Linked DNA regions of Sus scrofa: all the other regions are linked to region 4. A link is a contact called in public HiChIP or PLAC-seq data. All regions are on one chromosome and are shown on one strand. The core of a region is the stretch at or near the end of the contact, and the rest is flanking DNA. Distances in the headings are between cores, read along the strand shown. Region 1 overlaps ZNF609 (zinc finger protein 609). Region 2 overlaps ZNF609 (zinc finger protein 609). Region 3 overlaps ZNF609 (zinc finger protein 609). Region 4 overlaps ZNF609 (zinc finger protein 609).

What was found. HiChIP or PLAC-seq counts read pairs in DNA pulled down with a chosen protein or histone mark.
Region 1: an H3K27ac HiChIP or PLAC-seq map of alveolar macrophages shows a contact between it and region 4. The contact joins two enhancer-like sites. A contact is called at or near these places in 2 of 2 datasets of contacts at active chromatin or transcription factors (alveolar macrophages and skeletal muscle).
Region 2: an H3K27ac HiChIP or PLAC-seq map of alveolar macrophages shows a contact between it and region 4. The contact joins two enhancer-like sites. A contact is called at or near these places in 1 of 47 Hi-C or Micro-C datasets (heart right ventricle) and 1 of 2 datasets of contacts at active chromatin or transcription factors (alveolar macrophages).
Region 3: an H3K27ac HiChIP or PLAC-seq map of alveolar macrophages shows a contact between it and region 4. The contact joins two enhancer-like sites. A contact is called at or near these places in 2 of 47 Hi-C or Micro-C datasets (embryonic fibroblasts and epiblast stem cells) and 1 of 2 datasets of contacts at active chromatin or transcription factors (alveolar macrophages).

The regions. Positions count from the first base shown.
Region 1 is chr1:107,537,643-107,540,629 of Sscrofa11.1, forward strand. The region is part of intron 2 of ZNF609 (zinc finger protein 609); the gene reads right to left. Among named protein-coding and RNA genes, the nearest start is that of ZNF609, 44 kb to the right of the region's middle. Within about 2 kb of position 1,524, at least 3 of the 83 cell types and tissues checked have an H3K27ac peak or open chromatin away from gene starts, as enhancers often do. A contact at or near this core is called in alveolar macrophages, where this site is marked.
Region 2 is chr1:107,507,527-107,510,787 of Sscrofa11.1, forward strand. All of the region lies in intron 2 of ZNF609 (zinc finger protein 609), which reads right to left. Among named protein-coding and RNA genes, the nearest start is that of ZNF609, 74 kb to the right of the region's middle. Within about 2 kb of position 1,970, at least 12 of the 83 cell types and tissues checked have an H3K27ac peak or open chromatin away from gene starts, as enhancers often do. A contact at or near this core is called in alveolar macrophages, where this site is marked.
Region 3 is chr1:107,556,772-107,559,941 of Sscrofa11.1, forward strand. The region is part of intron 1 of ZNF609 (zinc finger protein 609); the gene reads right to left. Among named protein-coding and RNA genes, the nearest start is that of ZNF609, 25 kb to the right of the region's middle. Within about 2 kb of position 1,455, at least 1 of the 83 cell types and tissues checked has an H3K27ac peak or open chromatin away from gene starts, as enhancers often do. A contact at or near this core is called in alveolar macrophages, where this site is marked.
Region 4 is chr1:107,370,783-107,374,262 of Sscrofa11.1, forward strand. The region is part of intron 3 of ZNF609 (zinc finger protein 609); the gene reads right to left. Among named protein-coding and RNA genes, the nearest start is that of OAZ2, 47 kb to the left of the region's middle. Within about 2 kb of position 1,384, at least 1 of the 83 cell types and tissues checked has an H3K27ac peak or open chromatin away from gene starts, as enhancers often do. A contact at or near this core is called in alveolar macrophages, where this site is marked.

The sequences.
Region 1 (2,987 bases), core at 274-2,773, 170 kb after region 4:
ATTTTGTCAGAGTTACGATAATTCTAGTATTTACAAATACATATTTTTCATCAACACTGTACTTAAGCACAAGTCAGCTTTTACATTAGAACTTAACTGAAGAAAAAATTGTTTGTTTTAATGCTAAAACAAACCATTGTGTAGAATTTACAAAGCCAGTATAGCAATCTCCAGCATGGCATCACCTCAAGTAATTTTCAAGAGTACTTTTTTTTTTTTGTCTTTTTGCCTTTTCTAGGGCCACTCCCACAGCATATGGAGGTTCCCAGGCTAGGGGTCCAATCAGAGCTGCAGCCGCTGGCCTACGCCACAGGCACAGCAACTTGGGATCCGAGCCGAGTCTGCGACCTACACCATAGCTCACGGCAACGCCAGATCCTTAACCCACTGAGCAAGGCCAGGGGTCGAACCCGAAACCTCGTGTTTCCTAGTCGGATTCGTCAACCACTGCACCACAACGGGAACTCCTCAAGGGTACTTTTTGACCAAGTACTTCAAACCCTCACTGTAGAACCTGATCCTTGTAAGGGACGGAAATCGACAGGAGAGACATTAGAGGCAAATAAAAATAAAAGAATTTCTCAACCTGTTTCTGAAATTATAATAAGCAATCACATTCTCAATCTAAGCACATATGTATAAGCAAAGTGAAAAATGCCTTATGGCATATTTTATCAAAAACAGACACTCGACCAGATGTTTAGAAATCTGTATACTAATAGAATTAAGTTCTAGTCTAACAGGGTGTATATAAATGTGTAGTCACTTTATATGATGACTTCTTCCCCACATTTGCCAATTTTTTCTCCTCCTGTGCAGTAGTATATGCATATTCCAAAAATTACAAAGATCCATCTAAAGTACAGATTAATATAAATTTTGAGAGCATACTACATATATCAGTACTAAATACCTAATACATGTATCATGACTAAAAAACATGTCGTAAACTTTATTATATAGAAATTTAAGGTTATATAATTATAGTTCTGTTCCAAACACACCACTCCATAATGATTTTAACTATAAGTTTGCAGTATATTCAAGTATGCGTTCATCTCTGATAACAATTAGCATTCTAATTATAATTACTCTTCCTTGGCTAAGAGACTTAAAATCTCAGCAGAGAGATACTTTATACTCAAAAACATTTAATTCTCTTCCTGATTTCAAAGAAATAGTACATGTTTTGAAAAAAAAAGTAAATAACTTAGGGAACCTCTACTATTTCTGTGAAGTGATGTGCTCTTTTCTTAAAACAGCATGTTTAATTTGAATGTATCCAGAAGCAGGCTCAGAAGTAAGATCTTTATCAGATAACTGCATTATTTTGTTTTGGGGTGTCATGGATTTCTGTAAAATTAACACCAATTGTCTAACATAAGCACAGAAATACACTCACAAATCAAAGAGAAAAGAAGCTGCTTTTGGATTAGGGATAAATTTAGATTATCTAAGCCTGTCTTCTGTTCCCTTCCAATTTTTTTTTTCTTTTTTTTTAAGGGCCACACCCATGGCACATGGAAGTTTCCAGGCTAGAGGTCGAATTGGAGCTGCAGCTGCTGGCCTAGGCCACACCCAACACCAGACCCAAGCCACGTCTGTGACCTACATCACAGCTCGCAGCAACACCGGATCCTTAACCCTTTGATCAAGGCCAGGGATCAAACCCGAATCCTCATGGATATTAGTTGGGTTCATTACCGCTGAGCCACAATTCCTCTCTTCCAATTTAAGTATAAAAAATATCACCAGTTGCCTATATTTGGCAAAATATATCATGTTATAGGAATTCTGCTCACATTTGCCTTAAAAAATCTGGGACAACAATTTTAAAATGAATCAGTAACACTGATATGGATGTTCTACTTTAACAGCTATAACTATCAAAATTTTATTAATTAGTTCTCCTAATTAAGCAGATAATGAGAAGTCAGATTCATTATAGCTATATTCCTAAATGACTGATCCCTAACACAATGCAATGACTGAGCAATGAAAAAGGAGAGTTGGAGGAGACTCTTGAGCATGCTATAAGACACCTGAGGATCCTACGATCTCTAAAGTGCAGTGCATTGCTCTATCTGGAAACGGCAAAAAACAAGGACAGCTTTTAAAGCTTCCCTGGCTAAATGAGTAACAAGGATTTCCAAAGGATGTATAGTAAAACCAAAGTCCTTTCCACAACGGCAGTGGGTTTTTGTTTTGTTTTGTTTTGTTTTTTGTCATTTCTGGGCTGTTCCCGCAGCATATGGAGGTTCCCAGGCTAGGGGTCTAATCGGAGCTGTAGCTGCCAGCCTACGCCAGAGCCACAGCAACGCGGGATCTGAGCCACGTCTGCAACCTACACCACAGCTCACGGCAACACCGGATCGTTAACCCACTGAGCAAGGGCAGGGATCGAACCCGCAACCTCATGTTCCTAGTCGGATTCGTTAATCACTGCACCACGACGGGAACTCCAACGACAGTGGTTTTTAACTAAGAGGTACATTAAAAGAACTTGTTGAAGTTTTAAAAAATAAGTATATGTTTGGGGTTCCCAGCCCAAAATATTTCACTTTGGTAGGATGCTTTTACTTTGCAAAAGTTCCAGAAGGGATTGTGACATATGCCTCCAGTTGAGAAGCTTCAGCACAAGAGATTCTTCATCCTGAATGTTAATTTTTCTAACCTCATGCTACTTAGGTTGGTATATGATGAATACATATACCTCTTCCCTACAGTACTCTGTACCTTTCACTAAGGTTTGAGTCAGTGCAGTTAAGTACTTCTAAAGAAACATATCAACTAGGAAATAGCAACTCTGAGCTGAGTGGGCTTTTTTACAATAAAGAGAACCTATTACCGGGAGTTCTCTGGTGGTCTAGTGGTTAGGATTCAGAGCTTTCACTGCTGCAGCCTAGGTTCAATCCCTAGCCCAGGAACTGAGATCCCACATCAAGCCACTGCATGCCACAGCCAAAAAGAACCCACAAAAAACAAAC
Region 2 (3,261 bases), core at 720-3,219, 140 kb after region 4:
TATTTTAATACTGGTCCAGTAATAGTGATAAATGTACCATCTAATTAGTAAGATGGTAATAGTAAAAGAATCTGGGTGTGGGGTATACAGGAACACAGTATTATCATCTCAATATTCTATAAATTTAAAAATGCTCTAAAAGATAAAGTCTATATTTTTAAAAATTGAGAACTGCTAGACCCCAAAACAAAGCACATTTGACCAAGGTATCTTAAATCTTTCAAACAAATAAACAAACATACCAGGCCAGTTACACAATTTTAATGTCCATGATAACTCTGAGCTAAGGAAAATCTTTTTCTTTTTTTTCTTTTTGCTTTTTAGTGCTGCACTTGCAGCATATGCAGGTTGCCAGGATAGGGGTCAATCCGAGCCACAGTGGGTTAAGGATCTGGTGTTTCCGCTGCACCACAATGGGAACTCCAAAATCTCAATTTTTCTCAAAACTCCTACCAAAGAGTGCTTTGGTAGGAAATAATTCATTTTACCTTAAAATTTTTTTATGGAGCCCAATTACAAGCCAGACACTGGAGATACAGAGATGGAATAAGAGTCCCGGTCCTTATCCAAAGGCTCATAGACAGGGAAGGGGTAGACTGGGGAATGGAGTGAATCAGACATAAAAACAAAATGAAAATAATGCACACAAATCAGTGCTACAATAAGGTGTATAAAATAATCATGGAAGCAAAGAAAAAGGATACTCATTTGCAATCTGAAGAATACGGTTCAATTAAGCTTTACTTTCATTTGGACAAGGTCACTTATCAAAATATATTTACAAAATGAAGAAAGAGAAAGCTCCAATATGCTCCCTGAGGTTATCAAGAGATTCTGACATAAGTATGAGCTTCAAAAGTAAATCACATATCAGAGTTCCCGTTGTGGTTCAGCAGTAACAAACCCGACTAGTATCCATAAGGATGTGGGTTCGATCCCTGGCCTCGATCAGTAGGTTAAGGATCTGGGGTTGCCATGAGCTGTGGTGTAGGTCACAGACATGGCTCAGATTCTGCTTTGCTGTGGCTGTTAGCTCCAAAGTGACCCCTAGCCTGGGAACTTTCATATGCCATGGGTGCGGGCCTAAAAAGAAAAAAAAAAAAAACCCACCTATCAAAGAGCTTTTTTTCTTTTTTGGCCGCCCCGAGGCATATGGAGTTCCCAGGCCAAGGATCAGATCTGAGCCACAGTTGCAACCTAAGCCACAGCCATGGCAACATTGGAGCCTTTAACCCACTGTGCTGGGCCAAAGAATAGAATCTGCTTCCTGGTACTTCAAAGACACCTCAGATTCTTCAAACAGCTTTTTAAGTATAAAAAGAGAGAGAGAGAGAGAGAGAGAAAACAGCAAAACCTCCTCGCCCTTAAAAAACAAACAAAAAAAACTGTTGATAACCTACAGAGAATATGAAAACAAATTCTGCAAAAAATAAATATCCAGATATGCATGTCTTCCATAGGCAGACATATAATACTCCCAGTTAGTCATGAGAAATACCAATAGTAAAATCCCACATTTTTCTAGCCTACTTAATACATAATCCTAATATCCCCTTTTCCTATTCCTCGCATCCCCCTTCTTGTTTACACCCAGTATGATGTAGGGCTAACTAAATACTATCCAAAGTTCTCAGTGACAACAATTAACAACACATTTTCCGGACAGATTTGTACCCCTCTAAACATTTCTTCCCTCTAACCAAATTCTACCCACTATTTGAGTTCCACTTTCTCTATAAACCTGTTTCCTAATACTCTTCCACTGCTTTTTCCTTTCCTTTTTTTTTTTTTCCCCTTCTTCTTCTTTTTAGGGCCGCACTTGAGGCATATGGAAGTCCCCAGTTTAGGGATCAAATTGGAGCTGCAGCTGCCGGCCTACACAATAGCCACAGCAACACCAGATCTGATCTATACCACAGCTTGGGACAATGCCAAATCCTTAACTCACCGAACAAGGCCTGGGATTGAACCCACATTCTCATGGATACTAGTCAGATTCTTACCCACTGAGCCACAACGGGAACTCCTAGCTTTTTCTTTTCTGTATATCACTTTTGTGTCACTTTATAACACAAAATCTGTGTTATATAAACTATGATATCACTGTATAATATAGACCTACTATTTCATGAGTTCTGTCTCTCAATAAGGTGTGCACTGCTTTGATATACACTGCAGATTCTACTCTCAAAACTCAGCTACTTACTCTATCCCTCAAAGTTCATGGTTGCTTACAGAAATTAACTCTGGTTGACTTGAGCAAAGATGTAAGTGGGTGACTCACAGAACTCCCAGGAAGTCTGAAGAATTAGACTCAGAAGACAAGCAGGCACAGTAAGAGGCTACACAATAAGAACCAGTTACAAAATCCTGCCACATTATCAGTCTGGTAAGGACAATGCTGCATCCACCACTGAACCAGCAATGCCACTGGAGATTGGATAGTGCTGTCACCATCACTATAAACAATTCTCCATTGTTCCTTGGCATCAAGGATGACATATTCAGCTGGTGAGCTTGGGCCAAGATCTCAAACCCTTGTTGCTATCACAGTTGGTAGAGCACATGGCATTTTCTGATTTTACAGTAGGCACTGGACTTATAAGGTGAGGAAACCCCCCAAAGGCCAGAGGTTTACAACTGGCAGCGTTAAACAAAGACAAATGTTCGTTATATGTATTGAATTATTCCATCTTCCATTCTATTAAAGACATACTAATGTAAAATACTATATTCTAAATAAAAGATAGTATCTTAGGAGAAAATAAAAATTATATTTAAAATTATATTTAGGAGTTCCCATTGTTGCTCAGCGATTAATGAACCCAACTAGTATCCATGAGGACACGGGTTCGATTCCTGGCCTCGCTCGGTGGGTTGAGGATCCAGTGTTGTGACTCAGATCCCACATTGCTGTGGCTGTGGCGTAGGCCGGCAGCTATAGCTCCGATTAGACCCGTAGCCTGGGAATCTCCATATGGTGCAGGTGCGGCCCTAAAAAGACCAAAAACAAAAAAATTATATTTAATCAAAATAAGTATTACAAAAAGAAGAGCAATTATTTTTATATAGAGATGGCAATATTTGACATTTCTCAGTAACTTAAGTGTAAATACTGTCATTCAGTCAAAATAGCAGCAGTTACATCCAAATAGAAGAACAGAGATAAATAATTCTGTACTAAACTGGAGAAGACAGATCTGGTAAAAGAAAAACTCTATAAGCACTCTCACAATTTCAACCATCTCTTTAAAAACTTGC
Region 3 (3,170 bases), core at 205-2,704, 190 kb after region 4:
CAAACTGGTTAGCTTCAAATATACAATGGTTGCAGTACAGAAAAGAGAAACTTATTCTGTGATGCTGAGAATACAAACATGACCAATGAGTAGGAGTTACACAAAGACAGATGTTTAACTCAGGGAAAAAAAATTTATTAACCTGAAATTCTAAAAATGACCCACAACAACTTAATGAAGCTCTATCTTTATCACTGAAAGTAGTGAGGAGAAAAAGCATAATCACCTGTTAAGCAAATTACCTAAAGAATTCCTCTACGTGTGGTAGGGGGTAGTCTGGACGTGCCTAGGGCCTTTCTCAAATCTAAAATTCTACCTGTTAGATTCTACCTGTTAGATACTGCTTTCCCTCCTGGAATACCACCCAGAATTTCTGAATGACCAGGACACAAAGAAAGAGTTCTTGCTGTGTCTCAGCAGTAATGAATCTGAATAGTACCCATGAGGATTTAGGTTCAATCCCTGGCCCTACTCAGTGGGTTAAGAATTCAGTGTTGCTGGAGTTCCCGTCGTGGCGCAGTGGTTAACGAATCCGACTAGGAACCATGAGGTTGCGGGTTCGGTCCCTGCGCTTGCTCAGTGGGTTAACGATCCGGTGTTGCCATGAGCTGTGGTGTAGGTTGCAGACCCGGCTCAGATCCCGCGTTGCTGTGGTTCTGGCGTAGGCCGGTGGCTGCAGCTCCGATTCAACCCCTAGCCTGGTAACCTCCATATGCCGCAGGAGCGGCCCAAGAAATAGCAACAACAACAACAAAAAGACAAAAGACAAAAAAAAAAAAAAAGAGAATTCAGTGTTGCTGCAAACTGTGGTGTAGGTTACAGACACGGCTCAGATCTGGCATTGCTGTGGCTCTGGTGTAGGTCGGTAACTGCAGCTCTGATTCCATTCCTAGCCTGGGAACCTCCATATGCCGAGGGTGTGGCCTTAAAAAGAAAAAGAAAGAAAACTATCCTGAGGACTGACATTTTGTGGTCCTGATGTTCTATAAAGAGCCACTGTCCTATTTCTGAGGGGGTTAGGAGTTATCATAAGTGCCACTTTTCAACCTGGTGACTTTTTAGAAATTCAGCCTTCTAAACCCAGCAGGTTTCATCATAACTTTGGTGGTAACTTTCCAAAGATACACTGAAAAATTGCCATGGATTCTTTAATCAGCCTGGCTGCAGCAGCCAAACCACTTTCCATGTGCTCCCTACAGCATCCCTGGCTTTATACAACTAATAATCAACTCTGACAGGTCACTGTAGAGATATTTAACCACAGGAGGTAAGGTAACTAACATGGTAGCTAGAAATGAAAAGCACTGACCTCTTGATTCCATGGCAGAGAAAGTGCAGAATCAGAAGAACCACAAAGCACTTTCAACTTGCAAGAGCTTCTATATATATTTTCCTCTCTCCTTTCCTTCTGCCTAACTGCACTATACTTCCCTATTTAGGACCATGATTCACCAAACTTTGGAACTGCCAGTGTATTTGTGCTTTGCTTTGCACCTGATCAACAAGGAACTCCTCTCTGCATGGCTATAGCTAAGGGACCAAGACACGCCACGAGAATCACCCCCAAACCCTGTATCTATAATGATAAAAGTTCAGGAGTTCTTTTGCTGCTCAGCAGGTTAAGGGTCTGGTGTCGCTGCAGTGACCTGAGTCGCTGCTGTGGCACAGGTTCGATCCCTGGCCCAGGAACATCTACTTTACGCAGGCATGGCCAGGAAAAAAAAAATTCCAATTCCAGTTTCCTCTGGAACCCAGCTCTTCAGACTCCCAGTCCACTGACTGGTTCGTAATCACATTTCAGGTCACTGTTTTTTAATAGGGCATATGCCACAGACTACACCACTTCACTATCTCAGTAATGAACAAGGCCTCTCTTCAAGGCTAAGAATGAAAAGGCATCTTCATGTGAGGTCTTAGCCCCTACTCAGAGGACCTAAGTGGCAACTGACCCTACTTATGTCCAAACATAAGAATAGTACCTCTCTTTTTGTCCAGAGAAAAGGATCTCTTTAATTGCCAACTACCTATAGCTAACCTGGTCTAAATAGCAAGCTGTCCAATGCTGTTCCACTGAAAATTTATGTCTTCCCCTCTTCTTATGGGTTTGGATCAATCTTCTTATAATCTTTGGCCTGAGCAAGCAACAGTTGTGTTTGAGTGCATATAATCTGCATGGGGCCCACAGGTCACACACACTTGGATGTGGGGGTGATCAGTCCAGCTAGCTAGTCCTCACAAAAGCTGTAGGGACAATGAAAACAAAAAACAAAACAAAAATGCTATACTCAATTCTGGGAAGGCAGCATGAGGTAGAAAAAAAGAGCCCTGAGCTTATAATCAAGAGATGTGATTTCTGGAGTCAGATTTCCAATGATCCTAGCTAGGTTGTTAGCCAAGTTGCTTTATTAAATATTAATTTTCTTATTATAAGATGAACGGAGAATCCTCATGGTTCTAAGTATACAATGAGGATTCAAATCTGAAAAATATAAGACAACTCAAAAATGTAAATATCACAAATATTCTCATAATGTTCTAGAGTCTGAACTTAAAGAGGACTGTTTCATGGTTATATACTGTAGAGAGATCTAAAGTTTGCTTTTTTTTTTTTTTTTTTTTTGCGTTTTAGGGATGTACCAGTGGCATACGGTGTGAGGTCGAATCAGAGCTACAGCTGCCAGCCTACACCACAGCCACAGCAATGTGGGATCTCAGCCACATCTGCGAACTACACCACAGCTCATGGCAACACCGGATCCCCGACCCACTGAGTGAAGCCAGGAATCAAACCTGCATCCTCATGGATGCTAGCTGGATACATTTCCGCTGTGCCACAAAAGGAACTCCCGAAGTATTTTTAAAATACAGGAAAAATATTTATTACAAATTAAATTACAAGTAGCATTGACATACATTTGAGCTCTATGAAAGAAAATGGCAATCCTTTCTTTTCTCAATTACTCAGTGGTTTTGTTATGGCTTTACCTTTAGGCTACTCTTACTTTCAAATGTGGCTCATAAAGCTTCCATCTAGCTTCAAAAAATCCCCTAGGGCCAAGGTACCAATCTCAAGGCTCATGATTTTAACATCTGGACTATCTATTTTACCAACTGTTTCAGTCTACTAGGTTGTTGATCCCCTTGACAGACCTTCAAATCTAAATTGTGTG
Region 4 (3,480 bases), core at 134-2,633:
TAGCACTCTCAACTTCCCTTTCCCCCCATAAAAGTGTTTTCAATTCTTTGCCGTATAGGGACTTGCGTGTGGCTTGCCATGGCTGCACACTCCAAAGTGCAATTCTCTGCCTATCCTGAAAAAACCCATCTTTGCTGGAGAAATAACTGGCAGTTTTATTTGTTTCTGGTCAATAAGAGAAAAACTTAACTTATTCCTAGGCATAATAGGGCTTATACATAATGAGAGTCTTATTGATGTTTGAATACAATAATGGGGTTTGTTTGCTTGTTTGGGTTTTTTGTTTTTTTGTTTGTTTGTTTGTTTGCTTTTTAGGCCTGCATCCATGGCATACTGAAGCTCCCAGGCTAGGGGTCGAAAGGGAGCTGGAGCTGCCGGCCTATACCACAGCCAGAACAACATGGGATCTGAGCCAAGACTGCAACCTACACCACAGCTCACAGCAATGCCAGATCCCTAACCCACTGAGTGGGGCCAGGGACTGAACCCGTGTCCTCATGGATACCAGTCAGGTCCTTTACGACTGAGCTGCAACAGGAACTCCCACGATAATGGTTTATTTTGTGAACTAAGTATCTACTTCACCCAACTGAGTTAGTACCAGATGGGCAAGCTACTTTATCCCCTGTTGTTGGGCTAGACCTCTAGAATTTTGTGATTCTATGAAAGTCTATGAAACTCAAGCACTTAAAAGTGTATATGAATAATAAAATGCCATTTCCCTTGAAGTTTTTTGTTTGTTTTCTTCCTTTTTAGGGATGCACATGTGGCATATGGAAGTTCCCAGGCTAAGAGTTGATTAGGAGTGCGGCTGCCAGCCTATGCCAGAGTCATAGCAATATGGGATCCGAGCCACGTCTTTGACCTAAACCACAGCCCATGGCAACACTGGATCCTTAACCCACTGAGCAAGGTAGGCCAGGGATTGAACCCGCATCCTCATGGATACTAGTAAGGTTCTTAACCCATTGAGCCACAACAGGAACTCATCCCAAGGAGTTTTAACAATGACCAAAGACTTAAGCTCAAGAAAATACAAGGCATGAAATATAAAGTATGTCATGTCAGATATTATTTATCTGGTAGAAAAAAATGTATCTGAAGGTATAAATTGGTAAAAGCACTCTGGAAAATTATTATTTCTATTACATTCATGGATTTTTGTTTGTTTTGGCCATGCCCATGGCATGTAGAAGTTTCCGGGCCAGGGATCAAACTAGTGCCACATCAGTGACAACACCAGATCCTTAACCCACTGAGCCACATGGGAACTCCCAACCTCATGTACTTCTAAGAAGATCTAAAGCTAAACATACATCTACCCTATGACCCAGCAATTCTCAGAAACAAGAACTTATAGCCAACAAAAGACATGTTGTGGTATATTCATAATGTAATACTACATAGCAGTGAAGAATGAACTACTGCTACACACTACGGCATGGCTCAATCTCAGGGACATAATGTAAAGTGAAAGAAGCCAAACAAGAGCACATACCAAGTGATCAAATTAATAGTTTATCAAGATGGGAAAACTCATCTCTAATGATAAAAATCAAAATGGTGGTTACCTTCTGGGGTGGTACTGATTGCAGAGAGCATGAGAAAACCTTCTAGGGGTATTGTTTTAATTCCTGATGTAGGATGGTTACAAAGTTATATATATGTGTGTAAAAATTCATCAAACCATGAACTTAATATTTGTACATTTTATGTTATACTTCAATGAAATACCAGAGCAATCTTACAGTAGGCAGTAGGTTCTTTCTCGGTAGTATTCTACTCTAAGAGTTAAAACCTCTCTGAAATATAGTGGCCAACTTACTTTGTAAACTTCCACAGAGAAAGTCCATCCTCTCTGAGATTAATCAACAAACAATTTTTTTTATTTGCCATTTCTTGGGCCACTCCCGCAGCATATGGAGGTTCCCAGGCTAGGGGTTGAATCAGAGCTGTAGCTGCCGGCCAGCAACGTGGAATCCAAGCCACATCTGCAACCTACACCACAGCTCACGGCAACGCTGGATCCTTAACTCACTGAGCAAGGCCAGGGATCAAACCTGCAACCTCATGGTTCCTAGCCAGATTCGTTAACCACTGAGCCATGATGGGAACTCCAACAAACAATTTTTAACACCAGAAACTAACAGAACAAATCAACTCTGCTTCAAAAAGAAACAAACAAAATTTTGGTGTCAACATGTGTCAGGGAACTATATTGGGAATAAAGTGTAAAAATGTATAATAATCCCTTATTTACTGGCAACACTGCTCCTCACAGTTTTTCCAACTTGGTTTTAAGAAATAATCTCTTAATATTTAAACTGTCAAATATCTAAATTTTCCTACTGTTACTCTACCTAGAAAGGGCACAGGAAATTCATACACTGCTGGGGGGTGTATAAAGCTGATCCAACCCTGGTGGCAATCTGACATTATCTTTCAAAAAGCACATACTCTTTGACCCAATAAATCGACTTGAAGGTATTTACCCATAAATATTCTCAGTATACAAAATGAACAAAGTACTTGATGCAGCAGTGTTCATAATAGCAAAAGATAGAAATTAAGTGTCCTTTAGTGAAGGACTAAATTAAATACATATCTGTACATCCACACAATGGAACACTATACAGCTATTAAAAAGAATAAAACAATTATAAATAAACAGATATGGAACCATGTCTGAGATATACAGCAAATGAAAAAAAAAAAAAAAAAAAAGAAAAAGCAAGGTATAGAAACAGTAACTATAGTGTGCTACCATTTGTATTAAAAAACCATGTAGGAGTTCCCATGTGGCTCAGAGGGTTAAGGATCTGGTGTTGTCACTGTAGCCCGGGTTTGATTCCTGGCCTGGGAACTTCCACATGCCGTGGGTATAGCCAACTCCCCCCTCAAAAAAATAACAATAAAATACACAGGTGAGGCCTAATTCCTTCGCCTTGTGCATGGGCTGCACTTGTAACTTACTTCTAATAGACAGAACGTTGTAGAAATAGCCTTTTCAAATTAGGTGGTAAAAGGCAATGTGGGATCCTCCTTGTTTTTCTTTCTGGACTGCACCTCTTGAGGAAGTGAGCTGCTGTGTATAAGGACACTTAAGTAGCCTACCCTATGGAGAAGTCCATGAGGCCATACACCGGGGCCTCCTGCCAAGGGCCATGTGAGTGAGCTAACTCTAGAAATAATCCTCAAAAAAGTTTTCAGATGACACTGTGACTGCAACGAGCAACCCTGGGACAGAACCAGCCTCTTAAACCAGTCCTGAATTGCTGACCTACAGAAATTATGAGATGTTTTTTTACTTTTCTTTTTTTTTTTTTTTTTCTTTTTAGGGCCACACCCGCAGCATAGGGAGGTTCCCAGGTTAGGGGTAGAATCAGAGCTGTAGCCGCTGGCCTACACCACAGCCACAGCAACACCAGATCTGAGCCACCTCTGCAACCAACACCACAGCTCACCGGATCCCTAACCCAC